Regions from separate parts of the Gossypium hirsutum genome. Here regions 1 and 3 are each linked to region 2. A link is a contact called in public Hi-C data. All regions are on one chromosome and are shown on one strand. The core of a region is the stretch at or near the end of the contact, and the rest is flanking DNA. Distances in the headings are between cores, read along the strand shown. Region 1 holds the start of LOC107894165 (transcription factor HHO3). Region 2 holds the start of LOC107894163 (AP2/ERF and B3 domain-containing transcription repressor RAV2). Region 3 holds the start of LOC107922424 (lysine histidine transporter-like 6).

Region 1 (4,776 bases), core at 1,048-3,547, 270 kb before region 2:
TTACAAAAAAATTAACCATGAACATTTACATATTACATAATTTAAATTTTTCTTTTTATAATTTTACTTTTATTTTGTAATATTCGAGGTTAGTTTTAATAGAACTAGAGAAGATAGAAATTATTACATTAGATTTTTGGATATTCCTATTTTTTATATATTTTGGATCAATTTAGTTGATAAATTTAAAAAAAAATTTAGGTGAAGGGGTAAAAAAAAAGTAAATTTCACAAAATGTAAATTTGAGAGTTAATTTTTTTAAAATTAAGAATAAATTAACATAATATATAAATATTGAGATTTAAAAAACTTGAGTAAGTAATTTACCCAAAAAGGATGCTTTGCTTTTATTAAACAAGGATGATATACACTGAACAAAGCGCAAGAAGATGTAAAAAAAATGCCAAAAACTCGGTTATTTTCATATAGAACTTTCTACTAGAGGTAAAAATGAAAAAAATGTACAGTAAGATAACTAAAACGCAGGGAACCCATCTGTTGTAGTATGAGTAGAGGAAGATGTTGATGGTGAATTTGAGTGAACTCTCCCTTCACTATGACTACCTCTATCTTCAGATTGTGATCGTTGCAGTCTTTGCACTGATGGTTTAGCTAGCGTCGGCAACGGGACGGCCACCGGGGCATAGACTCCGCTGTTCGGACTTGGAGTCACACTGGTTTCCCCTGATACTACTGCGGTTGTCGCCACCGAGGCATATTCTTGTGGAGGCACCCATATTCCTCCAACCACCACAAATTGAGGTGTTTGTGGGTTGTTGCCATTGCTGTTGATACTAGGGCTTGGTCTCCTTGTGTGCAATCTATATTTCTGAAACAAATAAACCGATCATTAGCTATATATGCCACCCTAAATCTAGCAGTTAATGAGTTAAATCAGTACAGAACAATTACAAACCTGTAAATGGCTTTTAACTTCATCATTTGTAAGTCCATCAACCTTCATCAGCTCCCTAATCTGCTTAGGCGTAGCCACTGCAAAAACAAATTCCATTTACATAAACAACAACAACTACTACAAAGAAATCGAAATAAATTGCACACTGCAAATGACAAAACTCACCATGTGAACCACCGAGTTGCTGAAGAGCATGCAAGAAGCGTTTATGCAACTCCGACGACCAACACCGCCTTTGCTTTCTCTGAGGCGGCTGCTGCTGCTGCTGCCCTTTCTCTACTTTTTTATTAGTATTTCCATCGTCAGCTGCTATTCCTCTGCTCCCACTTTCTGTCGTAGAAGCACTCGTAGTAGTGGTTGCTGTAGCCGAAGCATTGCCTTTTCCTACTGCTTCAACGCTCTTCTTCTCTACATTACCTTTTTCTTTATGGAACGGCTGAAATGCTCCACCATTTCCCTTCATTTGTACCCCACTTCCAGTTTTACCCACATCCTAAAAAAAAACCCAAATTTTGTTAAATATTTTCTTTTGCAATTAAAGAAAAAATCCCCCCCCCCAAAAAAAAGAAAAGAAAAGGTTACCTCTTTGGAGGGTGGATTCCATAACTGAACAGATCTAAGCCAATCAGATTTCTTTTTATCAGCAGCAGCAACATTCTCATCATCATCATCATCGTCTTCCTCAGAGCAATTACAGCTTCTTTTGATGGGGATAAATTCTTCCAAAACAGGACTGTCACTCGATGTCTGTTCCGAACACTCCGATTGACCTTGCATGTACATCTCTTTCTTGCATGACTCAATAGCTATTAAAAAACACACACCCAAACACAAATTTTAGCAAAAAGGAAAAGAAATTAAATGAATGGTCAGTGGAGAACGCACAAACCTTGGGTGACAAGCTCAAAACACAAAGGAAGTTCACGTTGAAAGACTTGGATTTTTCGTCGTTCCTCTTCTAAAGCTTCCACATATTCATGGCATTTGCGCATTTTTTGAGCGTAATCCATATCTCTCATAGCAAGGAAATTTTCTTTACTTAAAAAAGTAATTTTATTTCTTCCACACCGAGATTTTCAGAGACAGTGGATGATATAAATATATGTGAGGGGAAAGGGTTTGTTTCAAACCAAAGAGCATAGAGAGATCCGAACAAGATGAGAGATGCTAAGTCGAGGGAATTAGTTGTGATATTTTTTTTTTCTAAAAGGAAATAAAGTATAAACAGAATCATGAGGAGAATAAACTTTGGTACCAAGAAAAAGAAAAAAAATGTTTACTTTAGAGAGAGAAAATAAAAGATAACGTTATGGATCGAGGAAGGAAATTAAGCGAGAAAATGGAAGAAAGAGAAAGGGCAAAAAAAAAAACATCAAAGTCGTGCCGTCGGCCCGTCGCATAACAAGACGAATCTTTCATGTTTCGGTTTTTTGGTTAGAGAGAGATGAATATTCCAAAGTGATTCGATTTTGTCGTTTAGGGGTGAGTTGGCAGTGACGTCATCATTTAGCCCTTTCCTCTTTATTTTCAGATAAGATCAAAATCATCAATCACCCCTTTCTAAATTGGGTAAATTCACCACAAGTCACCCAATTTTTGGTTATCTTCTTTTTTGGCCACTCAATTATGATCTTTTTAAAATGGTCATCTAATTATGAATTTTTTTTAAATTGACCATCCAACTAGTTAAGATTGATTTTTTATCCATTTCCCTTAATTGCATTAACGAGTGACGTGATAGTTGAAAATTTTGTATAATAATAAATTTAGCTTTTAACTTTTACATATTATGTCATTTTAGTCATAATTTTAAAGAATTAACCCTTAAAATTTATAAATTGTCTCAATTTGATCCTAAACCTAAAAAATTCAAAAAAATATATAAAATACATAAATATTTTTAAAATATAATAAAAAATTTTAAAAATCATATAAAAATAAAAAATATTATTAAAAAAATAAATTATAAACTTTTAAAATATATAAAACTACATAAATATTTTTTAAAAATATTATATTATATTTAAATTTTATATTAATAATTATATTAATATCAAATAAAAATAAAAATAACCCTTTTCCTTTCCTCTTCCCCTACCGGCCTCCTCCCCCTCTTCTGTCCCTCTCCCTTTCTGTTAGTGTAGTATATAAAACCTGACTTCCTTCTTGGTAAGATTAAGAGCTAAAACCCCTTTCATTGCACCAAATTGATAGAGAAACTTGACCATTGTTATGACACCATTTTTTTTGTCTACACTTCTGTTGATGGTTCCTTCCCCCATCCCATTCTCTTAGGATTATGACACCATTTATTTTGTCTACACTTCTGTTGATGGTTCCTTTCCCCCTTCCCCTCTCTTAGGATTACTCGTATTTGTAAGGCATGGTTCTTTGATGGAACGTCTTAGGGGATAACTAGGTGTCGTGCATGAAGACATGTTATCCCCTTAGACCTGACACGTATCCCTTAAGGGGTTCCTTGGATTTGTAATCCTTGCCGTTATGAGAACAGGGAGGTGGTGAGCTAGGGAGTGACTAACTGGTGATCTAGCAGAAAGGTGAGCTAGATAACATCCTTTCCTTGATTGAGTCAGATTCTAGATCACCCAGGCAGACCAAATTTCGAGTTTGTGAGGTATTATATAACAAATTTGTCTCCCGCTTTTTTGAAAAAGAGTTATAAAGTGGCTTTTCTAAAACAAGTTTACACACCTTACCCGTGTAATTGAGGGCTTGTTATGTAAGCTTTAATTAAAACTTATTGAGTAAGCTTTGTTGTGAAACAGTGGCGTGCAATATTCGATTCTTTGACCGTGTCACTAATGTTGATTTGGGCTTTGATATTATTTTCTTTCATAATGTTAAAACCGCCACTTAATTTAGCATTAACATTGGGGATAACAATGGTGTATATGGTGAGTAGCATAACCAAAAAAAGGCGAACTATATGGCGAAAATACTTGTAGTATAGTGAAAATATGGCAAACTATATATCGAGCTAGCTGTACATCAAAAATTCGATGAGCAGTATAATGAAATTTCAGCGAGTTGTGCTTTAAAAATAGTGCAATTGGTACTGCAAAATATTACGAACTTTATTGTGAAAATATTGTAAACTGTTTTGTAAAAATAATGCTAACGATGTTGCAAAAATACTGCGGATTGCACTTTAAAAATAATGTGAACTGTACTAAAAAACTACGTTATTTTTCTGAGGGTTTTGCATCTTTAAAATTGAAATCAACTTTATGAGAATGCTGCGATCCTAAATTTGCAACTGCAAGATTTTCGAAATCTTGTAAGTATAAGTCTGCGATCTTACATCGACGAGCTGCAAGATTCTGATAATCTTGTAAGTATAAAGATGCGATCTTAAATTGATAAGTGGCAAGATATGAAAAATCTTGTAAGTATAAGGTTGCGATATTAAATCAGTAAACCACAAGATTCAGAAAATCTTTTAAGTATAAGGCTGCAATATTAAATCAGAGAGCTGCAAGATTCAAAAAATCTTATAAGTATAAGGTTGCGATATTAAATTGACGAGCCGTAAGATACAAAAAATCTTGTAAGTATAAGGCTTCGATTTTAAATCAACAAGCTGCAAGATTCAAAATATCTTGTAAGTATAAGATTGCGATCTTAAATCGACGAGCCGATAAGGTTGCGATCTTAAATCGACAAACTACAAGATTCGAAAAATCCAATAAGTATAAGGTTGCAATCTTAATCGACAAGTCACAAGACTCGAAAAATCTTGTAATTAGAGAATTGAGGTTAGAAGAAAATCATGGAGTGAATTGAGGGAAGGAGAAAATCCTGCCAATTTCTATTGGAATATTGGGTTTAGGAAATGCAGG
Region 2 (4,218 bases), core at 777-3,276:
AGCATTAACAAAATAAAACAAAAGAAAAAAGGAAAATTAGGTAATGTTACAAAGCATCAATCACTCTTTGTTTCTTGCTGAATTCTAATTCCAACAGCTCCATTTCTCTTGTTCTTTTCCCATTACACCCACCAACACTCTCACCTCCACCGCCAGGTATATTAAATATGTTGACCCCAAATAGCCTGACAAATGGAACCGGTACGGCAGGGTTCGGCGAACCCGAAACGGATCCGGTTCTTGCCTTACAGTCAATGTAAAGCTGCTTCTCCGGACCTGTCGATCTCTGAAAGCTAACAATGTCACCGGCGTTAAGGTTCTTCTCCTTAACAAAGCGGCTCCACCCTTTGGTTAGGACATAACTTTGGCTACTGTTCCAATATGAATACCTAAACCTCCAAACTTTTCCGCTCACATCTTCGAAGTTTAACAGAACTTCTTTGGAAGAAGCAGTTCCAGTTTGCAAAGGGAAGTGTTTCTCCGCATGCTGCTTAGGGATTACGAGTCGGTTCAACTTTCCCACATCGCTTGGGGTCACAGCTTTTTCGAAAAGCTGTTCACGCGGTTTCAGCCCAAGGCCAAACGAAAAAGGACCAAATCCGACGTTGTGTTTGATCACACGTTTCCCATTCCCATCCAAGCCATAGCTCCTCCGACTCTGCTCCAGTTCGTCATTGTAGGTATGCTTACGCAACATGTCAACGATTTCAGCCTTGGAATGTGACTCCAAGAAGGCCATTTCCATGTCATCTCCCTCGGTTTTTTCAACCTGTTTGAAGTTGGTCACGGCATCACGACCCCGAAACCTTCGAGCCGCTATGTCATAGGCTTTAGCAGCCTCGTCTTCTTCATTGAAAGTTCCAAGCCAGACACGCTGGTGTTTCTCGTATATCTGAGCACCCCATCGGCCGTTGGGTTGAGGAACGACGCCTTTGTACTTGGAAGAAGGGAGCTTCCTCGATTCTGCTTCGGTATCCAAAATCACACCGCTGTTTCGACTTCCAACCTGGCAAAGCGGAGACAAAGGTGATACGTTCATGGAATCAGTAGTAGTGCTATCGTCTATGCAACTGCTTCCATCCATTTTTGTTCTCTTTTGGATTGTAAGGTCTTGTTGTTGTGCTAACTTGTAGTTTGTGTTTGTGTGTTTTTTGACTAAGAAAATAGAGGTGTGCGTTGGGATTGTTTGAAGGTTAGATTGGTGACGACTTGCATATATTATATATATATATGTGTTGAATGAGATATGGGTAGGAAGATTCATAAAGGAAGAGAAATTGCTAAGGACTAAGGAGGTGGCCTGGAAAAAGAGGAAATGGAGTGAATAGGATTAAGTACGTGAAAGTTGTGGGCTGTGAATGTGAGGTGGGACCTGAACTGAGCAAGTTGATGGGGTTCACATGAGTGTGGACCGTGTCATTAGTTTTAGTTCATCCCCCTTTGCTGACCACCACCATGGCTGATTGCCATTTCCCATTCCCCTTTCTGTGTTAAAACATTTATTATCTGTAACTAGTAATAATATATACATATAGTTGATAATAAATCATATCTGATACTGTTGTTCCTTGATTGGATTCCCTTCAAGCATCTGGTTTGTCTTTTTGGCTATAGGTTCTTCACCATAGTTATCATCTCCTCTTCCCCTTCATAGTTTCTTCATACATGATTTATTATTATTATTAATTCCAACCAAACATTATTGACATTTTCAGCTCCAATCATACAAGTGGGGTTTCCCCTTGTTTCTTCTACGTCCCCTTTTCCCTCCTTGTTCATGCACTACGAATAAAATACGCTAATGCAAAATCAAAATACAACCATATGCACCACCCATATCATATGTACCTCAATTTGCTTAAATCTAAATGTAATGTTTGTCTTTGTACGGATTAGTTCTCGTTGCTTAGGATGAGCAGAAACAGGAGAGGACAGGACCCCCGCAAGCACTTGCAAGTTGTTTAGGGAAAACCCAGCAACGGAGCGTCTTTGGTTTTGGTTTTGGTTTTGAGGTAGGGTCCTACTTTGATGTTTTACTTGGATTTTGTCTTCATATTCCTTCTATATTTATGGAGCAATGGATAAATATTTAAAGAGAAGATAAATGACAAGGTTTGGGCGATGGAGTGAGGCAAAGTTGAACAATTCAAAATTCCAAAGATAGGAGATAATTTCACTTTAGAATAGATGACTTCGCCAAAGGAGAATAATTAGGTTGACCCATGCTGCAATGAAAATTAGTATAACTTTTTCATCTTGATTTATATTTTATATTCTGATAACTGAATTAAATGAAGCTATATCATCAAAATATATCTCAAAGTTCATATATTTTACAGATTTTGTATGTACATAACGAAATACAAGGAAATTCCAACATATACCAAGGCATTTAATTTCCATGCACAAGACACCTTAATTTCACGAGATGCCCATGCATGCATTCATTAATTTTAACATGAACTTCAATTCTCTTACCCCTGTACTATCTTGTAAATAAAATTAACTGGAGAAGGTTGAGTTATATTAGTGTAAAACTTAAATTCTATTTATATAATTAATATTTTATTAATATATATTATGATTATAAATTTTATAAAAAGAAATTTAACTATAATTTAAAAATATACTTAAAATTAATGAAGCCTTGACTTAGCAATAAGGTTATAAAATCCTAGAGCTTTAATATCTTAGTCTCCGGCTGAAGTCTCACTATATGTGTTTTTAATTTTTATATTTTAATTTAATAATAATTAAGATAAAATTTTATAACTAAAATTATACTTTGTGAATCAGTCACATATGTTTCTTAGAAAATGTAATTACATATGCTATCTAAACATAGCCATAATAAAATTATAAGATTGGAGCCCACCAATCCAATCCACGCATCCCCCTGCCACCCTCATCCTTACATCACATTATTACACAAGTTCTCGTCTCGCCTCCTTTTCTGCTTCTGTTTTTGGTTTCAATTATGAATATAAATAAATTTGCATAATTAAATTAGAGTGAAATGAGAATGAAGTTGTCTCCTTCATATTGACCAAATAATTAAATGTTATTTGGAGAATAAGGCTCCGGTAGAAACTAGAAAAAGAATATGATATAGTGGGGACTAAAAGAGAAAATATCCATATCTTAGTGTTGACACCAGATATCTTTCTTATAATTTAAACATTAAAGGACAGTTAAAGTGTAATAAGATATGAGATGAAAATAGGTTACAAATCAATAAGTCAAATAAAATTTAGGCCGGACGTCGGCTGCCAAATCCTCTTGCGGATAACCATTAAATTAATCCTTCTTACTATTTGTGTTATAATTTATTGCTTGTAATTTAGATGGAAGAGATTTTTTTTCTTATTCAGTTATTTATTTGGTTATATGACCCCTCATCTTTGTTTCGATGAAACTCAATTTTTATTTATTTTTTGGAATTTTTAATTAATTTTATTTTTATATATTTTAGCTTAAATTGGTAATTAATTACTACCATGATGAACAAATATTTGGTGAAACGGTAACTATAAATTTTGAAAAAATTAATTTTATAGAACATTCAATTAGGATGTAAATATAGAGGTGAAGCAAGTCAAGTGTTGCCAAATAATATTAAAGATTCCAAATTTGGGAGGTAGGGACAGTAGGTAATGGAGAGTTGATCCTCTTTTATCATTATACTCCAATAAACCCTTCAACACTTAAGGGGTTTGTCTTAGAAGGGTGAAGGCAGAAACATTTTTATCCTCTCTTGTTGGGATTAAATGTACTTAAATTTTGATATTCTAGTGTAGCCTAAAAAAAGAAAAAGTCTTTCTCTTCCAAATTGGAAATTCATCCCATCTTCTTCATTTGCACAAGCCAACAGGGAAAAATAAAATAGTCCAATCTGTCCTCATTAAACAATATTTGTACGGATTTCTGATTATAGATATAATAATATGGAGAGAAGGCAAAATTAATGGTCAAAACTCCATGTATTATTTTTTGGTTTCAAAACTTCAAATTTGTATATGGTTTGCAGTTGTCAAGCTGAAATCTGTCCCCAAAAACCAACAACAAAAAACATGCATACATAAGGAAAGAAATTTGTACTTAAAAACTGTCATGTTTTTAAAAATAGAATATCACAGTTTGCATTAACACTACTATTTTAATTACTTGGGATTAATTAAAGGTTGATGTCAATGCAGTTTTAATGATCTCTCTATTTTT
Region 3 (4,685 bases), core at 1,326-3,825, 400 kb before region 2:
CAAAAAATGAACCAACATTATTCTTGGATGCACCAAAACAGTGTGGAAACTTGAACCACCATTCAAAGATGTCCAAAATCTCTTCCAATTTGTCACCATTAGTCAGAAACTAGAGGGCAACCACATACTAAGAAGAGAAACAGTGAAATGGGCAACATGTGCTTTGAGAGCTTGCATTAGTTTCTCCTTGCCATAAATGCTCTTCCTTGATAATGTACCAAAAAAATAAACTAAAACTAAAAGCTAGCCAATGATAAGTTGAAATGTTAGTGAGTGTGTGTATACGAATGTTGCAAAGTCTCAGCCAGGGTTTTGATGAATGGTAAATGATCAGTCCTTTTCTTCAATCAATTTCTTTGTTTACATTCAAATGAAAAAAATAAATTAGGTAAACTGTCTTTGGATTTATAAGTTTTAACCACTTTATGCTATATATATATAAAACTTGCTCAATTTATATAAAATCACTAGGACATTGAGTGGCTTGAAGGTAAAGCAAGTATTTGATCAGTGGATTCACATTAATACATCCATCTGAAACAACATGCAATGCTCATTCATTCATGTATAAAAACTGTATGTTGAAGCATCTGCTATGATATTCCTTAAACCTCCAATTGTTGATGCCATCATAATGAACACTCCTACAAATATGCACCCCTGAAATATATTTACATATAGAAGAAAACACCCATTATTATCAGCAAATTTACGTATATGTATTTATATATATATATATGTAATGAAAAATCCATTACCCAATTGATGAACCAATTGAGGCTGAACCTTTTTGGTTTCTTGATCACCAACCACATTATGCTGGGAAGCTGTAAGCCAAAAATTTTGATGACAGATATAAATTTAAGTGAGTTGCAGATAGCAATACTGAATTGAAATCAGTTATATATGTTTATATGTGTGTGTGTGTGTGTTGCTTACAAAATATGAAGTGGGAGCAAAGCCAAATCCACCAAAGAAACCCAGAAGATCTCCAAAGAAAGGGAAAGTGACTCCTATGAACAGGGTAAATGCTGCAAACATCCAATATCCATTGTTCTTATAATTAACTAAAATATCTAACTCATTTTATAACTTACGGACGGTCGTGTAAGTAAAGTTGGTTCAAATAGAGGAAACCTCACCTACATAAGTAGATCGAGTTATGAGCCTGAGAGCAATCCCTGGTGGGAAGTTGAGCCTTTTGATCATCATGTTCTCCAGCAGGTCAAACACAGGCATAGCATAAACCTGGTAGCTTCCAATGACATGAACAACCACCATCAAGTTAGCACAGGCTATGAGCCATGCAGGTTTCTTGAGTGCCATAAGTACATTATCATCGACATCTTGACCGAATGCCCAGTATCCTATCATGGCTACTGGAAAGTAGCATATGGCATTTATGAAATAGGCTCCGAGTGCACCTTTCCACATCGGTATTTTCGAAGGCCTTTCTGGGGTTGATGGAATTGTGGCCTGAATTTCAAGGGCAACTGCATGACCAGCAAATGCAAATGAAATTTGGCCTAGTGCATTGAACACTCGAAACATGAAGTCAGTCGGACTTGTGCTCTTATAATCATAGCTCACACCATCGATCTGACCGTGACTCAAGGAACCTGCCCAGGCTATGGTTGAATAACTCAGAGACATAACTGCTGCAGCTAATGAAACAGCAGCAACTGAATTGAAATTGGGAAGCTGAGACAGGAAGAAATGGGTACCACCAAAAATCAAGATCCAGTAGGACTGCCTGAGCTGTGTGCAGCTGGTGCAGGCAATCTCCATGAACTTTTTGAGGCATTTCCCTCCTGTAACCATGTACACAATGTCACATCCAACTTGAACAATCAGCTGCTGAGGCAACACTACCCATCCTCCGAGTTTCGGTCCAAAAGCATATCGCCCGAGGTCAATGTATCGATCGAATCGAGTTCCAGGGACACACTCATGCAGTTGTATCATCTGCCACATTGTATTCAAGGTCATGCACCATGATAATACCAGAACCATTGTTCCTGGACCCCTAAGATCAGAAAACAGAAGGTTAGTAAAAAATTTCCCAACTTGTCTCAACTAAGCCTTTTTGTTGAATTGAGTTTTAAGTTCCAGCATTGCATACCATCCTAGATAGGCCATGGCATAGGGCAAGCTGAGGACACCTGCACCTATCATGGCCGTGACAGTGTGAAAAGTGGAGTACCACCATTTGGCTCTGCGAGTAGGATCACCTTCTGCCCATTTCCTGATGGATTGAACTTCCTGTTAGAATCAAAATGGAAAAGTAGTCAATTAGTGTTGGCCATTGGCCAGGTAATACAAGCTAACTCATCATGTTCTCACCTTTGGAGGAGATGTTGAAACCATTCTTTGCAAAAAGTATTGAATTGGAAGATTGAGATATCTCCTGAATGTAAGGAGTTGGGTTATCGTCACCATGTGTTTAAGTAGAGGACTTGGGACTTGTTAGTGGTACATGATTTACTTTGCTTCATGGAATAAAGTTAAGAAAATGACATCCCATTTACTTTGGTTAGCTCTTTTTCTCTTTTTGTGATATTTCTTCTGCCATTTCCCTCAAAACCTTTTATCCCAACTTGTTAAAACAGCATCTTAATCTTATAACAAAGTAACGCAATTGTTTATTTAACCCTTTTCCTTTTCTGAAACGAATATCTTTTTCCATCTCTCAAGACCCTCTCCTACACGCCCTTAAAAGCCCCTAATAAAATTGAAGGAAAAACCGATGCATACAATTTATGTGTATTTAGCACTCTCCAAAAATAATTAATTAGTTGGGAAAATATGAATGGGAAACTAACAGGATCCTTGGTTTTACTGGAGTCACAATTTATCAAATGATTACAATAGAATGATATGATTCATCTGCAAGTTCCACAGTCATATAGTACCAAATAAATTCTATTTTGATAATAAGCAAGTGGCTCTAGCATTTTTGTTATTGGAAAGAAATTTTCAAACTCTGATTCTTAATTTCTTTTGTTCTCAAAAGTATGTATATTTTGATATAATATGTGATGTTGGAGGTTGGAAGCGGTTCATATAGTGTGTAGAGAGTTGCTAGCAATGGTTCCGGAGAGTTTGGAAGAAAATGGAAGGTTCTGATAAGATTTTGACACAATATTAGTATGTAAAGTAGATTATTAAAGACTTATGAGGATGTGGATCCTTGAACACATGTCCAACTACTTGGGGTTGGTGATAGTGTCATAGATATGATAAAATGTAATTTCACCGTATCGTGGAGAGTTGATAATAAAATTATGATGGAGGTAATAAAAAGTTTGGTTTGCGTAGTAAGCATATAATAAATTACATCAGATGGGGAGTTTTTTTTATCCGATCAAAGTGGTTAACTTAACAAGGTATCTCATAACAAAAACAAATAAAGTTAGAGACCCAAGGAATGAGAAGTGGAATGAGAAGTGACAGCTTTGGACTTATGGCGACAGAGACTGAATTATTCTACTCCACCATGATGCAAGTTAAGGAATAAAAGGACTTTTTAATGGCTGGCAAGTAGCAACACGAAGCCCTACTAGAAACTTCCTATACTTTAGCAAAAGGACATCGTTGGCTTTTCTGCATTTTTTACGAGCTTTTGGACCCTAAGCCAATGACGGGAAGTTTTATTGGTTGGTGCTTTGGATCAATCCCAAAATCATTATACTTTCTTTCTATGTAGCTTTATGGTAGAAATTAAGGCCATAGGTTCTGAAATAATGATTAAAGCAAGGAGGCTGCTTGTTTATGGGAAAGTTTGGTACGGGTCACTGTCTTTATTTTGAGGTGTCCCCACTCCCCCCCCCCCTCTGCCATTGGAGGCCGGAAGCTGAATGCAAACAAAATTTCAATGATAACATAAATATTTTCACTAATCTTTCATTCAACATTGTCGTCATTTTGACATCATAGTGATCCAAATGAATCTAGACTAGATCTTTTCTAATGGTTCAATCTACAGGGAAGTTGCTTTTTCTTCATATAGGCTGGTCTGATCCCTTGCAGTAACTTTCCAACAATTTTGTATTGTATGTGTAGTTTAAGCTTTCTGGCTTCTTATTCAGTGTCTACCTCAGTGGACATTGACCTTTTGTTTTTTCCCACCTTGTGTGGAGGGGGCTTTTAAACTTTAAACATTAATATAGAGAGACAAAAGGTATGCTGTTTCAATTCTGTTCTCTTCTCAGAGGATGGGATAAAGCTTTCAGTGATGTGCTGTAGTGATTAAAAATTCTTGAATGCTATGGTTTTTTTACCACTTTTATGTTCAAGGTGTGCCAAGAGTAAACATCAATCAGTCTTAGAGACTTGAGCATGGATTGATGCTAAGCATTTCTACTATAATCCATGAAAGTTGGTATTCCAAAATCCATAATCAAAACAACTTATGGCTTAGTTACTGCATGACATTCGAAATCGGATCCTATACAAAATGAATTAATGTAGCCTAGCCTTATATTATTAACTAGTTCACACAGGTTTGCATGATAAGATGAAGAGGAATTAACTTTTATATCGAAATTCCGTACCAGCTAATCTCTTTGAAATACAAGCAATGAAATTCATCAGCAAAACCCTTGCTTCCTCCCACCTCATTAGTTACTCTAGACACATGAATGATGGCACATTATGAATGTACCATGTTAGACGTTATCATCAGT

The links. Hi-C and Micro-C count contacts between places; a contact is called where the count stands out from the background.
Region 1: a Hi-C map of leaf shows a contact between it and region 2, with 2.7 times the contacts expected there. The contact joins the promoter of LOC107894165 here to the promoter of LOC107894163 in region 2. A contact is called at or near these places in 3 of 34 Hi-C or Micro-C datasets (all in leaf).
Region 3: a contact with region 2 is called in a Hi-C map of leaf, with 3 times the contacts expected there. The contact joins the promoter of LOC107922424 here to the promoter of LOC107894163 in region 2. A contact is called at or near these places in 10 of 34 Hi-C or Micro-C datasets (callus, fibers, hypocotyl and 3 more).

What each region holds. Positions count from the first base shown.
Region 1 is chrA13:10,218,722-10,223,497 of Gossypium_hirsutum_v2.1, reverse strand. It overlaps LOC107894165 (transcription factor HHO3), which reads right to left and starts at 2,297. Exons shown (of 5, transcript XM_016819384.2): 1 at 1,806-2,297; 2 at 1,499-1,722; 3 at 1,082-1,409; 4 at 917-993; 5 at 323-829. The coding sequence starts at 1,935. The coding sequence ends at 476.
Region 2 is chrA13:9,949,115-9,953,332 of Gossypium_hirsutum_v2.1, reverse strand. It overlaps LOC107894163 (AP2/ERF and B3 domain-containing transcription repressor RAV2), which reads right to left and starts at 2,026. Exons shown (of 1, transcript XM_016819382.2): 1 at 1-2,026. The coding sequence starts at 1,264. The coding sequence ends at 47.
Region 3 is chrA13:10,350,585-10,355,269 of Gossypium_hirsutum_v2.1, reverse strand. It overlaps LOC107922424 (lysine histidine transporter-like 6), which reads right to left and starts at 2,575. Exons shown (of 7, transcript XM_041084866.1): 1 at 2,344-2,575; 2 at 2,123-2,262; 3 at 1,725-2,026; 4 at 1,143-1,619; 5 at 940-1,031; 6 at 759-827; 7 at 385-660. The coding sequence starts at 2,439. The coding sequence ends at 562. It overlaps LOC107932400 (a long non-coding RNA gene), which reads left to right. Exons shown (of 2, transcript XR_005907465.1): 2 at 1-347. It also overlaps the pseudogene LOC107932391.